4 separate regions of the Mus musculus genome follow, and regions 2, 3 and 4 are each linked to region 1. A link is a contact called in public promoter capture Hi-C data. All regions are on one chromosome and are shown on one strand. The core of a region is the stretch at or near the end of the contact, and the rest is flanking DNA. Distances in the headings are between cores, read along the strand shown. Region 1 holds the start of Stx4a (syntaxin 4A (placental)). Region 2 holds the start of Sgf29 (SAGA complex associated factor 29). Region 3 holds the start of Slx1b (SLX1 structure-specific endonuclease subunit homolog B (S. cerevisiae)). Region 4 holds the start of Aldoa (aldolase A, fructose-bisphosphate).

Evidence for each region. Capture Hi-C pulls out chosen DNA fragments and counts their contacts.
Region 2: a contact with region 1 is called in a promoter capture Hi-C map of liver, with 2.5 times the contacts expected there. The contact joins the promoter of Sgf29 here to the promoter of Stx4a in region 1. A contact is called at or near these places in 1 of 39 promoter capture datasets (embryonic stem cells), 1 of 115 datasets of contacts at active chromatin or transcription factors (embryonic stem cells) and 2 of 9 other capture datasets (liver and pancreatic islet).
Region 3: a contact with region 1 is called in a promoter capture Hi-C map of adipose tissue, with 2.4 times the contacts expected there. The contact joins the promoter of Slx1b here to the promoter of Stx4a in region 1. A contact is called at or near these places in 1 of 39 promoter capture datasets (liver) and 2 of 9 other capture datasets (adipose tissue and liver).
Region 4: a contact with region 1 is called in a promoter capture Hi-C map of adipose tissue, with 2.7 times the contacts expected there. The contact joins the promoter of Aldoa here to the promoter of Stx4a in region 1. A contact is called at or near these places in 1 of 39 promoter capture datasets (pre-B cells), 1 of 484 Hi-C or Micro-C datasets (B cells), 2 of 115 datasets of contacts at active chromatin or transcription factors (astrocytes and thymic regulatory T cells) and 2 of 9 other capture datasets (adipose tissue and pancreatic islet).

Annotation. Positions count from the first base shown.
Region 1 is chr7:127,840,379-127,843,254 of GRCm38.p6, reverse strand. Stx4a (syntaxin 4A (placental)) reads right to left here and starts at 1,447. Exons shown (of 11, transcript NM_009294.3): 1 at 1,187-1,447; 2 at 890-991; 3 at 711-810; 4 at 497-571. The coding sequence starts at 1,216.
Region 2 is chr7:126,647,836-126,650,711 of GRCm38.p6, reverse strand. It overlaps Sgf29 (SAGA complex associated factor 29), which reads right to left and starts at 1,403. Exons shown (of 10, transcript NM_029339.3): 1 at 1,235-1,403.
Region 3 is chr7:126,694,329-126,697,204 of GRCm38.p6, reverse strand. It overlaps Slx1b (SLX1 structure-specific endonuclease subunit homolog B (S. cerevisiae)), which reads left to right and starts at 1,422. Exons shown (of 6, transcript NM_029420.4): 1 at 1,422-1,780. The coding sequence starts at 1,602. Bola2 (bolA-like 2 (E. coli)) reads right to left here and starts at 1,205. Exons shown (of 3, transcript NM_175103.3): 1 at 1,106-1,205; 2 at 925-1,022; 3 at 512-650. The coding sequence starts at 1,168. The coding sequence ends at 551.
Region 4 is chr7:126,797,842-126,800,717 of GRCm38.p6, reverse strand. Aldoa (aldolase A, fructose-bisphosphate) reads left to right here and starts at 1,464. Exons shown (of 9, transcript NM_007438.4): 1 at 1,464-1,673.

The DNA.
Region 1 (2,876 bases), core at 198-2,697:
AAGAAAAAAGAAGGAGCGAGCTTTTAATTTAATCTCAGCACTCAAGAGGCAGAGAAAGATGGATCTCCGTGCATTTGAGGCCATCCTGGTCTATATAGGAGGAAGAGGTGGAGGAGTAGGTGAGAAGAGAGAAGGGAGAGGAGAAGGGGGCGAATTCTGAATTTCTGAGATATGTTTTTCTTTGAATTACACCAGTGGGTTCCCACAAGCGTGGAGGAACCTCTCATCTGCTTGCCCAAAGAATACACACTGGCCTGAAAGGATGAGAGCAGTAAGTAATTTTGAATTTAAACTTAAAATAATAATAAAGGAATCTGAGAGGCCATAATGTGCTCTGCAAAGTACCATGGCTTTGATGCCATGGGACAGAGATCCTAGACCCAAGTCTGCTGTGTGACCTGGATCTATCACTTGACTGTATACAACAACTAGATACACCAGCAACTGGGCTGAATCAAAGGGAAAGATATGGCTGAGACCCTTGAAATTCATTCACCTTTTAGCTGCGCCCGGACCTCTCTCCCCAGCTGTTTGATCTCCTCTCGCAGGTTCTGCAGGCCCTGCTTCATGCCTAAACGAGAAAGCCAACACTTCTAAATCACAGCCTCTCCCACAAACCAAAACCAAACCCATCCTGGCCATCACCTGAATAAAACTACATCCCCCATAGTCCACCGGGCTGGCGTGCGTGAGCCCTAGGTTTCGCTTACTCTCCTCGGGAAGAGGCGTGGCCAGGATGGTGACCTGCTGTTTCTCCAACTCCCGGACTTTACTCTCCAGTTTGGCCATAGTCTGCCGAATTGTCTGCACCTAGGAAGGATCACCAAGAGGGCTGAAGACTTAAGTGTCACTCTAGTCCGCCCTACTCCTCGGTTCTCCTGACCCTTACCTTCTGGAAGAACTCGTCGTCCGGGCTGCCCAACCGGGCAGCACCTGAGTGCACCACCAGCGCGACTCGAACCTCATCTTCATCGTCTGAGATGTTATCCCCCTGCCAGGGCCGGAGTCATTGGCGACAGTTGCTCGCTGCGGTTCTCGCCCCGCAGGAACCATGGGCTTCCGGGATTTTCCTTCCTGGCCATCAGCCACCCGCCCGGGACCCAAAACCAGGAGTCCTCACTCCAGCGCGCCCGCCCGGCCCCGCTTCTCCTCACTCCAGGGTGTCCTCACCATCCCGGTTTCTCACCTGCCTCAACTCGTGGGTCCTGTCGCGCATGGTGGTCGGAGTGCCCTGGACCCGAGCCCAAAGGGCCTCAAGGTTCTAAATTTGGAAGTCCTGCACCTCTCTCACACTTGACACCCCCTCCCTCACCCAGCGAACTCCAGTACACCCCGGAGCCGCCAAAGGCCCCACCCCTTTCACCATCCACAGTCGTGGGGAAGAACCCGATCATAGGACCCCCAAAGTTCTACAGGTTGGAATTCCCTTCTCTTCCCCCCATCCTGCTCCCGCAGCTGCCGCCCCGCCCCTCGGGGGATGACTCCGAGCATGCGCGCGAGGGCTCGGCTCGTCCTCGCTAGAGGGAAAGGCGGAGGTCGGAAGCAGTGGCAGCCGAACGGAAGCGAGGCTGCCTGAGTCCAGAGCCCGCCCCGCTGCTCCCCCCCCCCCCACTACCGGAACATCTCATATTGGAGCCGAGATCTAGTTGCCCAAAGGGTTGGGAATGCGTCATTTGCACGCAGTCTGAGAGCCTCGTATCTCACATCACCCCATGGCGCCCCCTCATCACGTGACAGGCCGGGCCCAGCTCCGCGGGCTGCACGCCCGACCGCCAGTCATGTGTTCCGGCCTGTCAGCGACGTCTCGGGCTTCAGTCTCGCGACGTCCCCGACACCCCAGCGTCTGAGCTGTGCCCCAACAGCTTCTTCGAGGTGGGGAAGGGTACACTGCCTACTCTCAGCCACCTACTAAGGATGCTCTGTAGAATTCACTTTTTTGTTGTTTTAATTTTGGGTCCTCGGGCGTGGGCAAAGTGAAGACTTGCATTTGGGGCTGTCAGTATCATGAGACCTTGGAAATCAGGAAATAATAAGACCCGAGTCTCCAGCGTCAGGGAATTGCAGGGTTTTGTAGGCAGAGAATCTGGGGGTGGGAAGTGACCTCAGCCAAGGTGGCGCTCCCCCCGCTGCTCCCCCGCGTCCTCCTGGCACAGCCTCTGACAGGTGGGCGGCCTATGCCCCGAGTGAGCATTGCAGTCCCGCTGAGCTCGCTACCTTCTGAGCAGCACGACAATTCCAGAGCAGCTCAGACTGAGAAAAATGTACTGTTACCTCCGCAGCCCTGCCTTACAGCTGACGTCTCAGCATGACTTGCTTTTCTTTAACGGAATCCCCAACACCAAATTCGGTAGCTGCCACATAGCAGTCCTGCATAGAAGATTTGATCCGAATAGTAGCCTTTCCTGTATTTGAAACTAAAGCCCGTGGCTTCCTGATCTTCTTTACGCTTCTCTCACGGTGCCATTTCCCCAGATTTGTTTGTTTGTTTGTTTGTTTGTTTGTTTGTTTTTCGAGACAGGGTTTCTCTGTGTAGCCCTAGCTGTCCTGGAACTCACTCTGTAGACCAGGCTGGCCTCGAACTCAGAAATCCGCCTGCCTCTGCCTCCGGAGTGCTGGGATTAAAGGCGTGCACCACCACTGCCCGACTTCATTTCCCCAGCTTTGACCCTCCAGAAATACATTCACTTGATAGATTTATTGGACACATACATACTAGGGAATAGATACTGATATGGGCTAGCGACATATCAAGGACCAACAGACCAAAGTCCTGTGCCCTGTGGAACTTCTATTGTATAGAAGCTTCCCCCCCCCCCGCACCCCCCAAAGTCCCTCAGCAGGTGTCAGAACAGCTAAAAATGGGTATTTGAATACCT
Region 2 (2,876 bases), core at 154-2,653, 1.2 Mb after region 1:
TGCTGGGAATTGAACTTAGGACCTCTGGAAGAGCAGTCAGTGCTCTTAACTGCTGAGCCATCTCTCCAGCCCCCTTCCTTCCTTTGGATCCCTCCACACCACATGGCATGCTGTTTGGCTTTAAGGCTGACATCCTTCTGCCTATTACTGCCTACTGCCTAGCAGTAATAAATAAAAGAAATCCATTTCATCTAAATTTGAATTGAGCCTAAGATTTGGTCTTTCCCTGTGGATTCTAACACCACAACATTATACTGATCTACAAGATGTAAATTTGAGGGCCAGTGAGATAGCTCAGCAGATTCAAGTGCTTGTGCCAAGCCTGATACCCCGAGTTCCATCCTAGAAGCCTACATGATGGAAGGAGAGAACTCCTGAAAGCTGTCAATTGACCTCCACAAAAGTGCCATGGAATGAACATGCCTGCCTTCACACACACCAAATATTTTTACAAGATAGAAACGAGAGCACCAAAATAAATTTTATTTTTATTTAAAGTGTGAAATAGACAATGTCCAAGGAGGGAACAGAAAGAAAGGCAAGATGAAGAAGGGTTTATGTATTTTGATGGTACAACCGTTAAAGATGAAGCAATGGAAGCAGGAGTTCTTTAGAGGAGAACCGAGGCAATGAAAGAGGATGCTACCAATCCTGTATCACTGAACTTCGGAATCCAGAAGTCAAGGTGGCTTTGTTAGAGCTGTTTCTGTGAAACAGCATGAGTCAAAGCCTCCCTAGAGAAAGCTGAACATTGACAGGTAGGGGAAGGTGCTGATGAGTAGACGCAGACGTCCTAGGATACATGTGTCAGCCAACACAAGAGTGAGCTGGAGAGTGGATGAAGTTACTGTTGTGAAAATGGACACCTTTAGAGCATGTGCAGTCTGTAATCTCAGCACTCGGGATTGGGGGAGGAGGACTGCGATCTCACGGCCAGGTTGGGCTACCAAAAACTAAGCTTTTGAGAAAGTAGTAAAATGTGCTGATGTCTGGGACTCACATCAGCTGCCGGCATCTAGACTAGCCAGCTCCAGCCGCTTCCCACCTCTTCAGAGAGGTAGGGCGCACGCGCAAGCCCCAGGGCGCCGGCTCCCACAGCCCCGCCCCCTTCCCGTCCAGGGCGCGTGCGCGTCTCCTCAGACGCCGCCTCGGCGAGCCGGGCGCCGGGCAGGAACGCTGGCCTTTCGTTCCCGCGCTGCTTGGAGGTACCTTGCCATGGCCCCGTCCCACCTACCGAGCACAGGAAGAAACAGCACGTCGCGCTGGTAACTGCGATGGCGGGAACAGGCGAATCCCTGGAACGTTTCCTCACAGGGTAGTCTCGCACTTGCGTTCGAAGGTTCGCGGCGCGTCAAGAACCACACACGCTGTTTCTCTTATGAGCGCGGTCGAGCGCGGAGGACTCCTCTGCGCATGCCGGGTACTTCTCTGTGACGTGCTGCATTGCACTCTGGGAAACGTAGTTCTTACTTCGACACCTGTGCTTTGATGTACTTAATCATGATTTAATAGATCAGAGTCAAAGGAACAGAAAAGCATGCGTGAAGCCTCGCTTCGCATGTGAAAGGTGATGGGAGCGGATCCTCTGCACCAGAAGAAAACAACAACAAAACCACATCAGATTGTTGGGGATGAGGAGGGAGGGCCCCAGGACGCAGATGAGAACTCTGTACTTTAAGCTGAAATTTGCCGTGAATTTAAAATGTATCTGAAAATATTTTTAAATTCCAAATAAGCAGTTTTAGGTTTAGTACTTGTATTTTACAGAATCTTCCCAGCAAATAAAAGATTTGGACATGCAAACATTTAGCTACATCTTTGGATACCTACCCTGTGGATGCCTGCCCAGTTAGTGCAGTGGTAGGACACTTGCTTAGCATGGTCCCGGGCTCAGTCCCTAGGGACTGCTCCCACCCTAACTATCCTAATATTTCGTACATAACACCTAAAAAAATCAATATGGTTTGGTGGTTAAGAGCAAGTACTGCTCAATCGTGAAGACCAGAATTAGAATGCCAGCACTTGGGTCAGCTGGCTCAGACTGCCTGTAACTCCAGCTCCAAGGGATCTAATGCCCTCTTTTGGCCTCTGAGGGCACTGCACAGGTGCACATACACATATACATACGCCTGGACATAGAATAAAAATATTTTTGAAAATCTTTTAAAGTTTATAATTACATATTGTTATTCTCTGATAGAATTACAAATGCTATAAGGTCAAGATCATTAGACATTCCCAGTACATAGCACTGTGCCTGGCATACAACAAGCTATCAGATATTTTTCTATTAGGAAACCTTACATTTTAACACTGAAACTATTTTAGCCCCTAGACTAGCAAAGAAATTAATGTATATATATATATATATATATATATATATATATATATATATATATATATATATATGTGTGTGTGTGTGTGTGTGTGTGTGTATACATATATATATATATGTGTGTGTGTGTGTGTGTGTGTGTGTGTGTATGTATATGAATGAGTCTGGGGAGATGCCGAGCAATCAAAAACATGTACTGCTTTTGCAAAGAGCCCGTGTTCAGTTCCCAGTGCCTACAGTAGTGGCTTATAACGATCTGCAATTCCAGCCCCAAGGGTACTGATGTGCTGTCCTCTGGCACCTGCACTCACGTGCACATACCCACACGGAGACACATACTTTTTACAGTTTGAAAAAATAATTTTCTTTCATTGAATCTGTATGTCTAGTCAGTTGTCCTGGTTAATTTTAACAACTTGACAGGGCCTAGAGCCACTGGACAATGCAGTCTTCACTGAGGAATTTCCCAGACAGACCTAGCTATAGGGAATTGTCTAATGGATTATATAGGATTATAGGAGTGCACTACCACGTTACCATG
Region 3 (2,876 bases), core at 173-2,672, 1.1 Mb after region 1:
CAAAGGATCCCCTAAGCTCATGAATTTACAAGCAGCCTGGGAAACATATGGGGACCTGTCTGAAAGACAAAACCAAAGCAAAGATCCACAGTGGAGAGGAACTAGCTGTGGGAGAGCTGAACTGAACATCAGCGTGCATTGTGTCCATCCCTCCTCCTGAGTGTGTACGCCTGTGAAGAGACTGACAGAAATTCTGTATCTTGTCTCTGCTACTTCCAGGAACCTGGAGTGAGGGAACCTGGGAGAATGCTCAGGGTTTCTGAGGGCTGACAGAGCAGGAACACCCTGCTTTTTGAGGTCTGACCTTGGTGACAGTACAGACCACAGGGTTTGACAGTAAAGCCTTGGCAGACTTAAGAACCGAATCTTCATTGTTTAAGTTGGGACCTAGAGGGCTCAGGAAAGAAATCCATCCAAATTTGCTGAAACAATGGCTGGAGGAGAGTCAGGGAAAAGCCACATCCGTGACTTGGCCTCAGGGTCTTCAAACAGCACACTGAGACCAGCTGGGCCAGGTTTAAATTTTAATGACTGTTCAGGCCTAGGCCCCTCATTCACGCCGCTGTCGGGTCCACTGCTCTGGGGTCAGAGTTTTCTGCTCAAAGGCATGGATGTGCGGGAGCTCTTCGGCTAAGCACTCGTTCACCAGCCTGGAGCGAGAGAAGGGAATGGGAAATGAGCGGCCTCAGCTGGAGTGATGGGCTCCGAAGCTAGGGTGACCAAGGAGATCGGAGACGTCTCCAAGAAGTGGGGATTCAAGGAGAGGACAGGAATCCAATCACAAAGGCAGGAGCACCCTCGGGGCTATGGGTCACATCTCCGGGCTTTGGGAATGAGTTGGTCCCACCCATGGCGAGCGGATGCCCGGGCTGCCATCCGGAGCCTGAGGCTTGGCTGGGTGAGAGGCTGGCTCCCGGGGCTCACCGGTGTCTCTGGAGCAGTGGCTTTCCCTCGAACTTAGCCGACACCACCAGGACTCGGAAGCTGGTCGCGCAACGGTTCAGAGTCGTGTCCTCCACCTCCTAGCGGGCAGAAGACCCGGACGATGGAACACGCGCCCAGGAGTCCTTCCCCACCGCCCGCGACCTCTCAGCATCGCACTCACCACATGCTCTGCCTCCAGGTCCTGCCGCAGCTTCTCGCGGAGGTAATCGGCGCTGAGTTCCATAACCACAGCCCGGCGGGGCTACAGCCCAGCGTGCAAAGAACCTCGCCTCGGGTCCCGCCACCTCGCTTTCCGCCCTCACTGCAGCCACTTCCTCCACGCCGCTCACTTCCGCCCTTCCTAGGGCGGCTTCGAAGGCAGCACTTCCGCCTCCTGGCTCCCTTGAATTCCCAGCACTTGGGAGGTTTCCTCCCAACAGTTAGCCAATCCGAGCCGGACTGGAGGGCAGCCAGTCCTGCGGTTCCGCTTGCACACCCTCCTCCTGCCAGCAGGCGGCGCAGCAAGTCGCTCTGCCGGCTTTCCAGGAGTTTGCAGGACCATTCTCCCGTGCTTTTTCCTAAACCAAGGTTTTGCAGTCCTGGCTACCCAGCCCTTTCCGAGGTCCGAGGTCCCAGAAACCACCCCCAACTCTGGCCCTTCAACCCAGAAAGTCCGGATGGACCATGCAGCAAGACCCGGGCGCTTCTTCGGTGTCTACTTGCTCTACTGCCAGAACCCTCGGCATCGGGGCCGCGTTTACGTTGGATTCACTGTCAATCCTGCTCGTCGGGTCCGGCAACACAACGCGGGTCGCAAGAAAGGTGGAGCATGGCGGACCAGCGGGCGAGGACCCTGGTAAGAAGGCGCGGGTGTCTGGTCGGAAGGCTCCGCGTAGGAGGCGGGCCGCTAGGGCAAAGGAGTGACAGAGGCGGGACCGGTTTTTTTTTTTTTTTTTTTTTTAGATCTGGGGCGGTGCTGAGTCCCTGGCCTGCCACCAGAGCAAGCGTAGCAGCGAGGTGGCACCTTATGTATATCAACACTCTGCGATGGCTGGATTAAAATTTGTGATGCTTAATTGGATTACGAGTGCACAAGTTTAGGGCTGCTTTGTAACTCCACTACCAGGGTATCAGACGCCCTCTTCTAATCTCTGCACATACGTACCAAACATTCATGCACATAAATGGATTTAAGAAAAAAAAAAATCAGATACAAAAGCTATGCTATGCAATTAACCTAGGTCCTTATCTTAGGGTTACTATTTTTTAAAATAAAGATTTAAAGATCTATTTATTCATTTTATGTATATGAGTACAGTGTAGCTGCCTTTAGACACGCCAGAAGAGGGAATTGTATGCATCGCAGATGGTTGTGGGCCAGCACGTGGTGGCTGGGAGTTGAACTCATGACCTCTGGAAGAGCAGTCAGTGCTCTCAACCTCTGAGCCATCTCTGCAGCCCCCTAGGGTTACTATTGTTACTATTGTTACTATTGTTGTGATGAGTCACCAGGACCGAAAGCGTACTGGGGAGGAACGCGTTTATTTGGCTTACACTTCCATGTGAATGTGCTTTCATCTCCTCAGATGAAGGGGTGAGAGGAGAGCCGTACCCAAGCTGTGTGAATATATGGCTTGGGCTGAGCCAGAGCGTTTCTTTCTCTGTTCTAACTATCCCTAGGCCTACCCCTGGAAGCTTCTAACCTCTGTACAATCTATTCTTCCAAGATGGCTGATTCAATCCGGCTTCTCTCAGCTTTTGACTGAATTGCTCTGCTTGGCCTCATACTAGCCTTGACAATCTGTTCTAATCTTCTGGCTCCTTCTCATTCTCTGGCTCCTTTTGTCTTCACCGGTGTCTAGCTTGTTCTCTCTACAACCTGTCTCTGTAAAACTTCCCTGACCAAACTTCCATACACATACAGCCCTCCCTTCTCTCTGCTTTTTTTTTTT
Region 4 (2,876 bases), core at 215-2,714, 1.0 Mb after region 1:
GAGCCCTTGGACCGCTGAAAAGGGCCTGATGCTCTGGCCAGTGCCCCTGCCTTTCTTCCTCTCCCTTCCCTGATAAACTATTGTATGTGAGGGTGAGGATGCAGGACATTGCTCACCCAGGCAACAGTGTGGGAGGTTTCTGCCAACCTGGACTATCAGGATAAAGGGATGGCCAGCCACACCCTGCCTTTAGACTCCTGGTTATTTTAAGAGGTGAGTATCCTGCCTGCATCTGCTCTCCTTTGGAAAAAAAAAAAAAGTACAACCACCAGCAGGCACCAGAGTCAAGGGAGGAGGGAACCAGAGGAGGCAGTGGGAGGCAATATCTAGATGTTTTCCCTTCTTGTTCTGCCTTACAGATCCTGGACCTGAGACTGATTTCTTGACTAATTTCACTGTATTTCCAAGGAAGAGGTTCCTCTAAAGACCGGTGAGTGAGCAGTGGCACCTCCTCCTCTCAAGGCAAACCAAAGCTGCCTCTTCTTCACCCCCCACGCAGGGATGAATGTCAGGAGCCTCAGGTTTCCCTAAATATAGGTCCCGGCCGCGGGATTCGTGGTGGGGAAAGGGCAGGGGTTACCGAGAAGGTCTGGGACACTGGTGCGGGGGTGTGTAGGGGAGGGGTGGGGAGTAGGAGCTGCCTTAAAACCCAGCCCTGGACTGCCGGGCTCACTCTCTGCTGACCGGGCTCTGCGGCTTCTGTCACTGCGCCACAGGTGGGCCGCTATCCGGATTGCAGGATGGGAATGGGGGTTGCGGATTGGGACCTGAGGAAACTGAGTGCTCTGAGAGTTACAGGGTGACAAGAGAGCTCCGAGACGGATTTTTTTATTTTGGAGAAGGAAATCAGGTTCGGGAAAGACCTGTCTGGCTTGGGCCAGTCCTTGTCGGTCATTTCCTCAAACTGGGTGTGTTTAGCTCGCGGGTGGTGCCTCCCGCCAATCTGCTAGGCAACGCCAGGCCTGGATACGCCACTCAGTTCCGATGTGGCCGGCACACTAGTTCTGGGAGGTTTTGCCTGCGTACCATGTCAGCTGCGCCGTGCTCTGGCCAGGGAGAGATGGAACGCGCCCTGCATTTTAGTCAAGCGACGAAGCAGGCAGGCAGGGAGGCTCCGAAGCTCTGCGTTCTTAGCAGTGACGTCAGGCTGCAACTACACAGCCGGAAGCCAGGGGTCTTGGAGGAGAGGCCAGCCACCATCTCACTCTGACCCCCTCCCTACTCTTCGCCAACCCACATTCCGGCTGAGTCACGATGTTCGCGCGCGCGCCAGGCAGGGGTTGGGGGGGGGGGTGTTGGGGGGGGGGGCCTGGTGACCTGCGGGATGTGGCTCGAGTCACGTCCTAGCGGGGCGGAGGAGGGATCGTGTTCTAGCCGCTTGTCTCCTCCCCAGTGCCGCCTCCTATCGGAGCATCTTGGGGCGGTGCTGCGCACAGTGCCCACCTTCAATTGGACGGTTCCCGTCCCTGCAAGGGAAAAAACCTGCAGAGGGCGGAGCGGCGCCTTTAAATGTCCGGGGCCCCGCCTCCCGTCCCCCCCAACCCAGCTGAATAGGCTGCGTTCTCTTGGAACGCGCAGCAGAACGAGGTTCTGGTGACCCTAGCCGCGTTCGCTCCTTAGTCCTTTCGCCTACCCACCGGCGTACCAGGCAGACCCACCCCGTCCTGTGCCAGGTGAGCGCCATTTGACACGTGCTCGGGGAAGGGTCTATGGGGTTAGGATCTTGGGCCGGTGGCGGGCAGTGCAGAGCCGTCTTCCCCACGGCCCCTCACTTCTCCTTTTTCTACCCCCACGCTTGCCCCCAGCCCGGGTTCTCCGGCCTGCGCCCTGGCGGTTCGCTGCGCCACGCAGCAACTCAGCGCGCTGAGTCATGCCGGGGGAGGAAGCAAGATGAGGTGGAAAAACAGACCCCTCTTTATTTTTGCAAAAACTCTCCGCTATGCAAAGCATCAGGGTCCCATTTCCTATTCAAGAGATCTCAAGAAGCGATGGGGAGACGGGGGCGATCGGCTCTTACACCGTCTCAGGATTTACGCGATGGGGTGGAGGAAATTGGTTTCCTTTCGGGGGAGCCCCAGGAGAGAAGGCTAAACTCCTCAGCTGCAGTACTCTGTTGCCCATTAACACTTTACTATCTTTCCTTATCTGTGACCTTGATTCTGAGTCTGGAACCGCTGTAGCGTAGAAGTGCACGTGCCTCGTACATCCTTTCCCTCCCCTTCTAACAGTATGGAGGCAAAGGTTTCGTTCTACCTGGGCTCCATAGCCCCTTTTCTGTGCTTCTGATGGCCCTGTGTTTTTCCTAATAATTAATCCTTTTCCTCGAGCTCCTCCCCCGCAACCATCACGAAGAGAGAAGCCTGACCTTGGGGTGTCCTTGAAGCCTGGGCCGGCCCTGGGTGGATTAGAAGGGGCCCCCCCACCTCAGTCGGGAAATCTTGGTTCTCTCTTAACTCTCGCCTTTGGGTTGCTATGTGGCTTTGAGCACAGATCATTTCTTTCTTGGGCTCTTTCAGATGAGGGTATTAGGCTCTCTGCCCTATTCGTGATCCTTAAATTCTAAAATATTCCCGGTTCAATTTTGTTTCTAGGCAAGGTGACCCATGGCAACGCGCAGGCCAGATGGGTCCAGCTTCAACATGACCCGCCTGTCCCTGGCTCTGGCTTTTTCCTTTCCCCCAGTTGCCAGTGAGCAACCCCACTCTGAGCTGGGCAACACCCAGCAACAGACAGAGTTAGGAAAGGTACAGGAAGAGGCAGGTCTAGTATAGGGAAGTCGGGAGTAGGGGAGAGCTCTGGGACAGGAAGTATCCCAGGACCCTCAGGGAGTGGGGCAGGGGAGGTGGGGGCTAGTGCCCTGGCCTCCAGGGAAGCTT